Linked DNA regions of Mus musculus: region 1 is linked to region 2. The links are chromatin contacts, called in public Hi-C maps. All regions are on one chromosome and are shown on one strand. The core of a region is the stretch at or near the end of the contact, and the rest is flanking DNA. Distances in the headings are between cores, read along the strand shown. Region 1 holds the start of Cbr4 (carbonyl reductase 4). Region 2 overlaps Sh3rf1 (SH3 domain containing ring finger 1).

Evidence for each region. A called contact is a pair of places that touch in the nucleus more often than the background predicts.
Region 1: a contact with region 2 is called in a Hi-C map of cerebral cortex, with 2.2 times the contacts expected there. The contact joins the promoter of Cbr4 here to the enhancer-like site in region 2. A contact is called at or near these places in 4 of 39 promoter capture datasets (HPC-7-derived erythroid cells, frontonasal cranial neural crest, neural stem cells and 1 more), 1 of 484 Hi-C or Micro-C datasets (cerebral cortex) and 4 of 115 datasets of contacts at active chromatin or transcription factors (embryonic hindbrain, embryonic stem cells, pancreatic cancer cells and 1 more).

What each region holds. Positions count from the first base shown.
Region 1 is chr8:61,484,831-61,490,136 of GRCm38.p6, forward strand. It overlaps Cbr4 (carbonyl reductase 4), which reads left to right and starts at 2,904. Exons shown (of 5, transcript NM_145595.2): 1 at 2,904-3,160; 2 at 5,110-5,230. The coding sequence starts at 3,019.
Region 2 is chr8:61,303,081-61,308,806 of GRCm38.p6, forward strand. All of the region lies in intron 2 of Sh3rf1 (SH3 domain containing ring finger 1), which reads left to right. Gm40499 (a long non-coding RNA gene) reads left to right here. Exons shown (of 2, transcript XR_870456.2): 1 at 1-5,726. Among named protein-coding and RNA genes, the nearest start is that of Gm40499, 5.2 kb to the left of the region's middle. Within about 2 kb of position 3,066, at least 15 of the 459 cell types and tissues checked have an H3K27ac peak or open chromatin away from gene starts, as enhancers often do. A contact at or near this core is called in cerebral cortex, where this site is marked.

The DNA.
Region 1 (5,306 bases), core at 1,654-4,153, 180 kb after region 2:
AAGAAGATTGAAATCATCCCATGCACTCTATCTGATCACTAAGGGCTAAGGCTCATTTTAAATACCAAGAAAAACAACTAAAAGCACACATACACATGGAAGCTGAACAACACTCTACTCAATGATAACTTGGTTAAGGAAGAAATAAAGAAAAAATTAAAGGTTTTTCAGAATTTAATGAAAATGAAGACACATTATACCAAAACTTATGGGACACAGTGGAAGCCATACTAAAGGGAAAACTCATAGCTCTACGTACCTCCAAAAAGAAACTGGAGAGAGCATACACTAGCAGCTTGACAGCATACCTGAAAGTTCTAGAACAAAGAGAAGCAAATATACTCAAGAGGAGTAGATGACAGGAAACAATCAAACTCAGGGCTGAAATCAACCAAATAGAAACAAACAAACAAACAAAAAAAAACTATCCAAAGAATCAACAAAACCAGGAACTGGCTCTTTATGAGAAAATCAACAAGATAAAGCCTTAGCCAGACTAACCAGAGGGCAGGGAGACAATATCCAAATTAATAAAATCATAAAATGGAGACATAACAATGAAATATATCTTAAAATAATTATTCTGTTTGTTGAATATTAAGAGTTGAAAATATTAAAATCATGTTCTATAAAAAAAAGAAAAACAAACAGACAAAAAACAAACAAACAAAAAAACCCCACAAGAAACATAGAGAAACATACAAGGAAATTTAGAAACCCCAAATTAGAAACCGCAATATACAAGCAAAAGAGTAGTAAGGTTTAAAAAAATTGTTCAAATGGGGCAAGATGAGACAAAAAAAAATTCCAAACATACCAGTGAGTTTCTTTGGTGTCAGCAGTTTACTGCTGGCCTTGGCCTTACCCTTTAGTGTAGTTTGTATATTCAATGAAAGTCTGCTGGAGCAAACTAATTTTCCTTTGCAAGCAGTTATTAATAGGAGGCAGCTTCTGGGTTAAGGCTGGAAATCCATGTCCACTTCTCCCTCTTGCTTGGACCCATTTGGCTTGGACCTGTGTAGGCTCTGTGCATGCTACTACAGTTTCTGAGTTGATATCTACATCAATCCTGGCGTCTAGAAGACACTTTCTCCTTAGTGTCTTTCTTCCCCTCTGGCTCTTACACTATTTCCACATCTTTGTTATAGATCCCTGAACCCTGAGCAGACGGGTTTAATGAAGATATCCCATTTAGAACATATAGTGAGTATCCCAACCTCTAACTCTCTGCACACTGTCCAGGTGTGGCTCTCTGTTAGTTCCCGTATACTGGAAGAGGAAGCTTCTCCGGTGAGGGCTGAGTATGACATTGACCAAGGGAAATAGCAGAATGTCATTTGGAGTCTTTTTTATTGCTACATTACTTCATCAGGACAGTGATATTTGTCGTAGGTACTTCCCCTAGGCCTATTTAGTCTCAGGTTTTTGGTCACCAAGTATTGACAGGCTTAGCTTCATGGGGTGGGCCTTAAATCCAGTCATGGTTTTTGCATAAACATTGTTTATGTAACCAACAACTATTGCATGGGCATGTCACATTCAGGGCAGATTGTCATTGTAGATCTAGGGGTGTTTAGTTGAGTTGGTATTTACCTTTCTTCTCTGACAACCAACATATTTGAAGATTGTCTCCAATACCCAGTGGAACACACACACACACACACACACACACACACTCACACCACTAGCTAGACTTGATGGGTTAAAAATATGTATGGCTTTGTTTTATTACAATGAAAAACTTCATAAAACATTGGAACATGGGATTTGTAGCAACATAAATCTGGTCATTCATGTTTTGCTTAATAAACTATATAGTATTCTCTTTAAGGTAAAAAAAAAAGAAAAAGAAAAACTTTAAAATTAATGTGCAACTTTTCTGGTAGGTCCCCACCCCTCCCCAATTTAGAAATCAATACTCAGACCCGGCTTTGCCAGCTTGCTGTGCCTTCAGTCCTCACTGGCCTTTTGATTTCTGGTGTTAATACAACTTTGTACTTTAATAAACAATTTAGCCCATTAGAGTTTTATGTGAGTTAGTCCTGTTGCTCCAGAATTCTCCCTACCTCCAATAGGGACTATGGTCTACTTTTTTATTTAGTACACTAATATTCTGTCAAGAAATGTTCTCTTTACACTAGAATGCTAACAAATCATGCCATTTATTTATTTATTTATTTATTTATTTATTTATTTATTTATTATCTGTTTATTTGGGAGGCATGGTTGAGACAGAGTTCTCTGTGCAGCCCTGGCTGTCCTGGAACTCTAGACCAATCTGGTCTTCAACTCAAGAGATTTACCTGCCTCTGCCTCCTTAGTGTGGGATTAAAAGCATGCACCACCATGCCCAGCTAACTTTTTCTTAAAAAAAAAAAAAAAAGCACTCAGGATATCTTATTTAGGAGTATAGGAACCCAATATTGCCAATAATGACCTAAGCTTGCTCTTTAATCTTTACTCTATTCTGATCAGTCGAAGAGCGTGGAGGCCCATACCTGTAGATGCCAGCAGCTCTGTGGAGGCTGAGGGAGGAGAATCATAGAGAATCTGAGGCCAGCCTGGGTAACATAGCAGGTCTTTTCCTCAAAAAGAGGAGTACAAGCATTTATTGAATCCCTCTACACAGTGTTCTTTCTTTGTTGCTGTCTTTGAGACAAGATCTCACTCTCTAGACCAGGCTGGCCTTGAACAGTGATGAGTGAACAGGCCTGAGCCACCACACACGGCTTGTGCTCTTTGACAGGACATTTACCCTCATAGAACTAACCAGGCTTGGGAATAGGCATCCAGCAGCAGTTACTAAAATGCTCACAAGTGCAAGAGAGTAAGGACTACAAGTCCCAGAATGCAATGCAACCCTCGAAGAGTCCGTGTGCACTGACGTCTAATCCTCGCGCCTTGTTTTGTGGCCTGGGTTGTCTGTTGAAAGGAGAGCATACTGGTTTTGTCAGTAGCTGTGTCTTTTATTACAAGTTCTGAGTCTCAGGGATCCATCTTGCTGGTCCGCGGTCCAAGATGGACAAAGTCTGTGCGGTTTTTGGAGGCTCCCGGGGGATCGGCAGGGCGGTAGCCCAGCTAATGGCCCAGAAGGGTTACCGTCTGGCGATCGTCTCCAGAAACCTGGAAGTGGCCAAAGTCACCGCCGGCGAGCTCGGCGGTATGTACCGGAAGTGTCCTCGCCGTGCGACCAAGGTGCAAGTCCTTGAGTTCCAGTCCACGGGCCCTGCCCATGTACCCGGGTTTGCGCCCCAGATCGCTCGTGCCCCATGACCAAACACTCACAGGGGCTCTCGCCTACTCCAGGCAGATTCTAAGGACCCCTGACAAGTAGTTGCCTTCCCCGCGGCCAGTGCTGATATTGAGAGCTGCCTTGCTCTGGCCTCTGGGAGGAGAGAATGGACGCGATTATACTGAAAGTAGAGAAGTCAGATACAAATGGCTAGATTGCATTTTGCTGAGAGCTCTTGCCCTTTGCGAAGGCACCCGACAGTATTTCAAAGAGAAACTCTTGATAAGTCAGGGTTGCTTCTCCAAGCCCATCAATGACTTTAGTAAGTTACTAATTTGTTTTCCCAGGCCCTTTGATTGTATTCCTATTCCAGCCCCCCCCCCCCCAACCCCAGGTTATTAACGGATTAGTCATTGCATTGCAAGTTTAAGTCTCGTTTGGAGAAGACAACTTGAAGAATGGAGAAAAATACATGTCACTATCAGGAAAGCATTGGGTATCTTGTAGGTCTAAGAGTGTCTGGTGCCGACTATATTTCTTTACTTATGTGGAAATAGCCTTGATATGTAACTCACACTGGCTTTGAACTTGTGGATCTCGTGTCTCAGCTTCCCAGTTGCTGAGATCTCCTTACTGTGATGGGACGGTGATGTCTTTAGTACAGAGTACACTCTGAACCTGCGGTGTGGTATCCAGCTTTCTCGGACATAGGGTCTCACTACGCAGCCTAGGTTTCCCTTGGATCAGGAGCTGGTCTCTGCCTCCTCCGTGCTGGGAACACAGGGGAACACATCTGTTCACCTTGGGTGTGAACACGAGCCTCAACACCTAGCCAGTCAGCATTGCTTCCAGTTTGCTAGATACTCCACCTTGCCCTGTGGTACTAGTTACCTGTTCTTCGGCTCTCCATCATATAGTTGGTTCATCTTGATGTATCCCTATCATAAATTGAGGAGCATATATATTAATATGGTAGCTTATCAGATAGGGAATATGTTTACTTTGAAGTCAGGGTTGCTTCCCCAAGCCCATCAGTGACTTCGTGAGTTTGGTGATAGGGATCAGGGAGTTCTATGGAGCCACCTCTCTTGTCCATGCTGGCCACAACCTTACAGTAGTAATCTCCTATCCCAAAGCTGAGACGGAAGGTATACACTACCATGCCCAGATTTAATTGCAGTTTTAAAAATCACATTTATTCATTTGGTTGGATGAGTACATCTATGTCATTGTGCACCTGAGGAACTCAGAGGACAGTCTGTTCTTTCCTTTCATTGTATGGGACCCAAAGGTTCAACCCAGATTGTTAGGCGTGGTGGAAAGTGCCCTTATCAAGTGAGCCATCTTGCTGGCCCTGACCACTTTTGTTTCTAGACTTTCCAAGCTTATTTCTTCTTAAGGGTTTGAGGTGTCACTCAGAATAGCCATGAACTTGTGAGTCCAGCAAGTGCCAACATTATGGGTAGCCAGGTACCCATAGTTCTTGTGTCTAAATCTCCCATTCAAGAAAACTCCAAAGTTAAAGTTAGATTTCGATAATGTTTTATTTTATGTACTTGCTGTATCCTAGAATTTGGCAGGCAGAGGCAAGATGAGCCTGAGTTTTGAAGTCAGTCTAGGCAACACAGTAAAACCTTATCTCAAAGCAAAACAAAAACAAAACACTCATACACAAGACGGAAAAAACAAACCTCATTATTTCTCCTTCACTTCCATCCACCCTGTCCTTTCATCGTGTGCTCTGAGGGCAGGAACCCATGACTGGCTGTCATTGCTCGGCCCAGCACAGGCTTGCTGAAGAGTCTAATCATAAAGCAAATAAATTCGAAATTCAAGTTAAGATTTAGAGGTAATTCTGATTTAACTTTGTTTTGTAGGAAACCACTTGGCATTTAGGTGTGATGTTGCCAAAGAACAAGATGTTCAGAGTACATTTCAAGAGATGGAGAAACATTTAGGTCCAGTAAATTTCTTGGTAAATGCAGCCGGTATCAACAGGTTGGTCAAAGATTGAGGTGAATTTGTGATACCTGTTTTAAAAGATTTTTTTTCTTAATGCGTTGATGGCTTAGTT
Region 2 (5,726 bases), core at 1,816-4,315:
TTTTTCATGAACACTGGGTTCCCACACTCTAGATGCCAGCTCTGTTATCCATTGAGCCATCTCTTTACATTTCTTTCTTTTCAATGGTAACTATTACAGCTGATCTGAACTCGGGATAACATTGTTATTTATAGATTCAGGTGCTTGCTTAGATAATAAAGTTGTAAAAAGACTTCATTGCTTTGCTATTGATGGAGACTTAGCTAATGAAAAGCAAATAAGCCTTGAAGGCTGCACATCGGCTGGGCTCCGGGCTGCACACCTGGAATCCCAGCATCGTGGAGGTTCAGCCAGGAGGCTTAGGAGTTCGCTATCCTTGGCTCTCTGCTACATAGCAAGTTTGGGGCTAGCCTGTGCCATGTGAAACCCAGTCTACAGAAGGAAAAAGAATAAAGAAACAAACAAACTCGTAAAGCAACAACAGAAATAAAAGAAATTTAAAAGTTGATATATCGGGCTGGTGAGAAGGCTCAGCGGGTAAGGGCACCGATTGCTCCTCTGAAGGTCCTGAGTTCAAATCCCAGCAACCACATGGTGGCTCACAACCACCCATAATGAGATCTGACACCCTCTTCTGGTGCGTCAGCTACAGTGAACTTATGTATAATAATAAATAAATCTTTTTAAAAAGTTATATATCAATGTGGGGAGGAGGAGAGAGAGAAAGGGATTAAGACAGTCAGATGGACAGACAGTGATACCACACACACTCACACACCTATACACAAACACACACACACACACACACACACAAACACACAGAGGAAATACAAAAATATTTGTCATTAAAATACTACTTAGGGAATATAGCTCTAGCAACCCTAATAGTTTGAAATATCACAAGGAATCTCTCTCTCTCTCTCTCTCTCTCTCTCTCTCTCTCTCTCTCTCTCTCTGTGTGTGTGTGTGTGTGTGTGTGTGTGTGTAGGCATGCCACAGTGCAGATGTGGAGGTAAGAGAACATACTGCAGAATGCAGTTCTCTCTTTCCCCCTGTATCTGGGTCTCAGGGATGGAAATCAGGTCTTCAGACTTGGCAGCAAGTACCATTCATTACCCACAGAGCCACCTCTACCTCCATAATTCCTTTTGTAATAATTTAATTTTTTAACTGTTTTTGTGTGGCTTCAGGCACAAGAAGTTTTATAGTGGAATCAGAAAGAAAATAAGATTGGATATAGCAATTATTTTATATTCAGTCTCTGAGAAATACTATCATTTTAATAAAAATGAGTCACATAAATTCTTAGCTGTGAGTGCAGGCACTCTGAAACTCCACTTTACTTAAAGCTTTGTTAGTTTCTTGTTGGAAAGTGGCCGATTATCCTTGTGCAGGAGGCGTTCCCATTTCTTATACTAAACTATCCCTGGAAGTTGCCAGTTCCGAACTCATATAGTTTCATGACTTTGCTTCCTTTTCTTAAACTTTATTATTATTTTAAGCGTATGGATGTTGTGCCTGCATGTATGTCTCTCACCACGTATGTGCCAGGTGCCCATAGAGGCCAGAACACTAGACCTCATAGGACTGGAATTTTTGACAATTATGCCACCATGTGGGTACTGGGATTTGAACCTGGATCCTCTGGAAGAGCAGCTAGTGCCCGTAATGGCTGACCCACCTCTCCAGACCAACATCTCTTTCTTTACTGATAAGCATGAGCTGATGCCCATCTCACAGTGTGGAGGGTCCAGTGTCCTCTTGTGTGTTTCTGAGGACTCCTGGGGCACAATGGACCGTAGGCAATAGGGGATAAAGGCCTGTGTGAGGGAGCTCAGCAATTCAGTTTTTGGGTCTCTAACTCTTGCCTGACCCTGTGTGTGTCTCTACAGCTTTACCTTTATAGCTTTAGCCACATCGCCAGGAGCAGGGAAATGTCCCAGCCTTTCACTCTTCAAAGCAGCATCTATTCAGAAGTGTTATTATCAGTCGCCACTGAGGACTCAAGGGACAAAGGAGGCTGGACTAGAGTCAAAGTTTTAAATGGGCTCTTTCATGTCCTCAAGCTCTTATGGCTGTTGAGACCTTGGATTGGGCTATGGCTGGGGTGTGGTCTTCTGCCTCTGGCCTGGCCCCATTTCCTCTCCTCTGTTCCTTTTCCTCTGTAGGAACTTTGAAGGTAGGGACAAGAAGTTGTCAATCACCTTGGGACAATTAAAGTATTCTCCTATTAGAAAAAAAAAAAAGAATGCTCACCAGGAGTTCTGTCTTAGTTTGGGTTTTATTGTTGTGCAGAGACAATGTGACCAAGGCAATGCTTATAAAAGGAAACATTTAATTAAGGGCTGGCTTACAGCTTAGAGATTTAGTCCATTTTCCTCATGTCAGGAAACATGGCAGCATGCAGGCCAAAATGGTGTTGGAGAAGGAGCTAAGAGTTCTACATCTTGATCCACTCATAGCAGAGAAAGAGTGAGGGCCATATTGAGCATACCTTGAGTATAGAGGACTTCAGAGACTGGCCCCACAGTGACATACTCCCTCTAACAAGGCCACACCTCCTAATAGTGCCCCTCCCTATGAGGGAGTCTGTGGGGGCCATTCTTATCAAACCACCATTAAGTACCATTTCTTGTTTCAGCTAAAGATGTCAGCGAGATTAAACACTATACGCACTTGGTTTGGAGGGTTATCGTTCCTTCTGCCCTATTGCTCTATGGCTCCATATCTGCCTTATTCATCACTTCACATTTGTGCTTTAGCCTGGTGTTTGGTCTGTGGTGGGGCCCTGAAAAATATCCGTGGCTCGAGTGAGGAAAATGAAAGAATCACCCTTTTAGATAGTGATCTTCATAACCCGGAAGGGAGGAGGGCTGCAAACTCTTGTTAATAGTTTGTCCTTTTGAAGGAAGTGTCATACAGAGAAGCAGATAAACTCCTGGTCTCACTTGCAAGATGTCAAGAATAAGGAAACTTTTATCCTCCTGCCCCCTGTAGTACCGCTGCTTGAAAGAGACACCAAGAGTTTGAGTCAGGAAGTAAAACCCTTTATAACTGATAATCACCCATGAGTGTAGTCTTGCCTATTGCTGGGCCCAGAGCTCTCAGCCTCCTTTAGCCCTGGATGACGTTATTCAAGGGATAATTTAGTTTACATCTGCTAACACAGGCTTGATCTTGGCATCCCCTACACTTAGCCAGTGTGCAAAACCCAACACAACTCTTCCTACCGTGCCTAAGTGTAGGACGTTAGAAATCTGTGCCATTGGCCTTCCTTGTCTTCCAATCAAGATCCTTTCCCCATAGTTTATTAGTGGTTGCCATGGACTCGAGATTAAGATCATGATGTTCTCTTTGGATCAGTTAAATCTGAATAGCTGTCTTCATGAGAGACCCGGGGAAGTGAAGTAACTTGGGACAAATTGGAGCGACCCTGATTCTGGCCCAGGTCCTGTGTCTTTTCTAGAGTCCCCCAGTGAGGAACATCAGGCCTGTGTCAGTATATGCCTGGGTGCATGGTGCCTGCTCCTCTGGTTCTGCCCATGGAACTAGCAGCAACTTAAATTTTGAGAAGAATTAAGCAAAGATTGTAGGTGGAAAGCAGTTGGCAGAGACTTTGCCCTGGTAACACAGATGGTGTGCACAGACAGGCTGTACTAAATGGATTTCAGAGGTAGGGGCGGCCAGTGCTCCAAGTCAGCCAGCTGATGGGTAATGCCCCCCAAGGTCCAGCACATCCTGTGTACTGCAGCACTCCTGTGGGTGGATTTTCATTAGCCACCAAGGACTGTTTGCTAACAACTCGTGCCTCTTACACTGCTATAGCCCAGGTAACACATTTAAGTAAAAGGAATGACATCACCTCTTACCGCTTTAAAAGCAGACAGAGCTCCTTGGGAACCACACTACGGAGACAGTCTGGCAGCTTTATCTTTGCAGCCCCATAAATGTCCTGATTTTATAGAAGTGGAGAAAAGGGTTCTTTCTATATTTCTATAACCCAAGGAAGATTCCCAGCCACAGTGGTACCTTCTGTTGTTTCTTGTTGATAATTTGTTTTTAGAATTATTTTTCTTTAAACATTACTAAAGGTATCTTGCTTTTTTGAGTGTTAGGGGTTCTTTGTCTAACATATCTACTATCTAGTATAATTTCTTTAAGGACATATAAAGTTGTCCTTCTATCTGGGTGGTTAAATATGTTGATATTCTCTGCATCTGAGTACCTTCTCCTTTGTACATCCGTCTGCAGGCTAGCCTGGGCTAAAGAGACACAGAGGAGAGGGAAGCGAATGATTAACAGTGAAACCAGCCATTTGTGTCTATGGAAAACATTTCCTGTAAGACAGGTCAAAAGTTGCCAAATCACTCGGATGGAGACCAGTAAAATCCCTTCAACTTAGAGGTTAACTCTTTTGCTAATCTGGTCTTGTATCTTCCAATTGTCTATCATAATATTGTATACAGTTTCAAGTTTCCTTGGTGATACTAAGAAATTAAGAACAAATTGGCTGGGCAGTGGTGGAACATGCCTTTAATCTCAGCACTTGGGAGGCAGAGGCAGGTGGATTTATCTGAGTTTGAGGCCAGCCTGGTCTGCAGCATGAGTTCCAGGACAGCCAGGGCTATACAGAGAAACCCTGTCTTGAAAAACAAAAACAAAACAAAACAAAAACAAAAACAAAAACAAAAACGAACAAATTGGAAAAAGACGATTTTGGCATTCATAGCTAATTATACATTGTGTAGAAACATTGTTTTCTCATATAACAGCAGTTACTTCATATATTTTTGTTGTCTTTTGTGATTGTGTTTTACCTGCTTTGAGTGGAAAAGTCAAGTTATTTTTGACAAAGCACCTGAGATAATTTACCATGTTTTTCAGTCACAGGATAAGGTACAGATAGCTTCAAAACTATTAAGTTGGTGGCCCTGAATACAGGAGAGCTAGGATACATTTGGGAAATACATGTTTGGATTTTCCTTCATTTTCCATATTTCACATCCTCCAACATGTCAGTCACAAAAAGCTATGTATTCATTCAACAAAAATTACTGAACTCCTGCAGTGTGTCCAGCACAGCTCTAGGTACTAGCAATACAATATTAAAACAAATGTACTTCTTTTCCTGATTAAAGTGGAAAGACAGGCGAGAAACATAAAAAATAAATATATAACAAAATGGTAATTCTATGGATAATTAGCAATGGAAGACTACTATGAAGAAAAATAGAGGAAGCAAGGTAGCTAAGGGGATTTGCTTAGCTAAGGGGATTTGAGTAGCTGTGAGCCCCATGTCCACTCTCCAATGGCACTATCATTTATGATAAAAGGCCAATAGTTGGAAAGTCCCCCAAAGGGCAGAGACGATGGTACATATTAAAGACTGAACAGGAAAGCAGTATTAAATGTACATGTCTGCAATAGATAATTATCCATATATTATAGATGGACCATGTCAGGAGACCTTTACACACACACACACACACACACACACACACACACACACACACACACACACACAGAGGTACATATCATCACCAGAATTTTAATTGCTTGGGAATCAGAGAGATTTTATTCTTAATCTTCAAAAGTGAGGACTTTAAAAGTTTGCTCAAGAACTTTGGAGTTAAGGTGTCAGGGTGAGGAAAAGTGTAAATCTCTAACGTGGGGGTGGGGTGGGTGAGGGTGGAGATCTGAGCATGTACCACAGAGAGGCCGTTATTCTCAGTGTGGCTGCCTTGGAGGAACAGGACAGAAGCACCCTTCTGCCCGTCCGTCCCCTG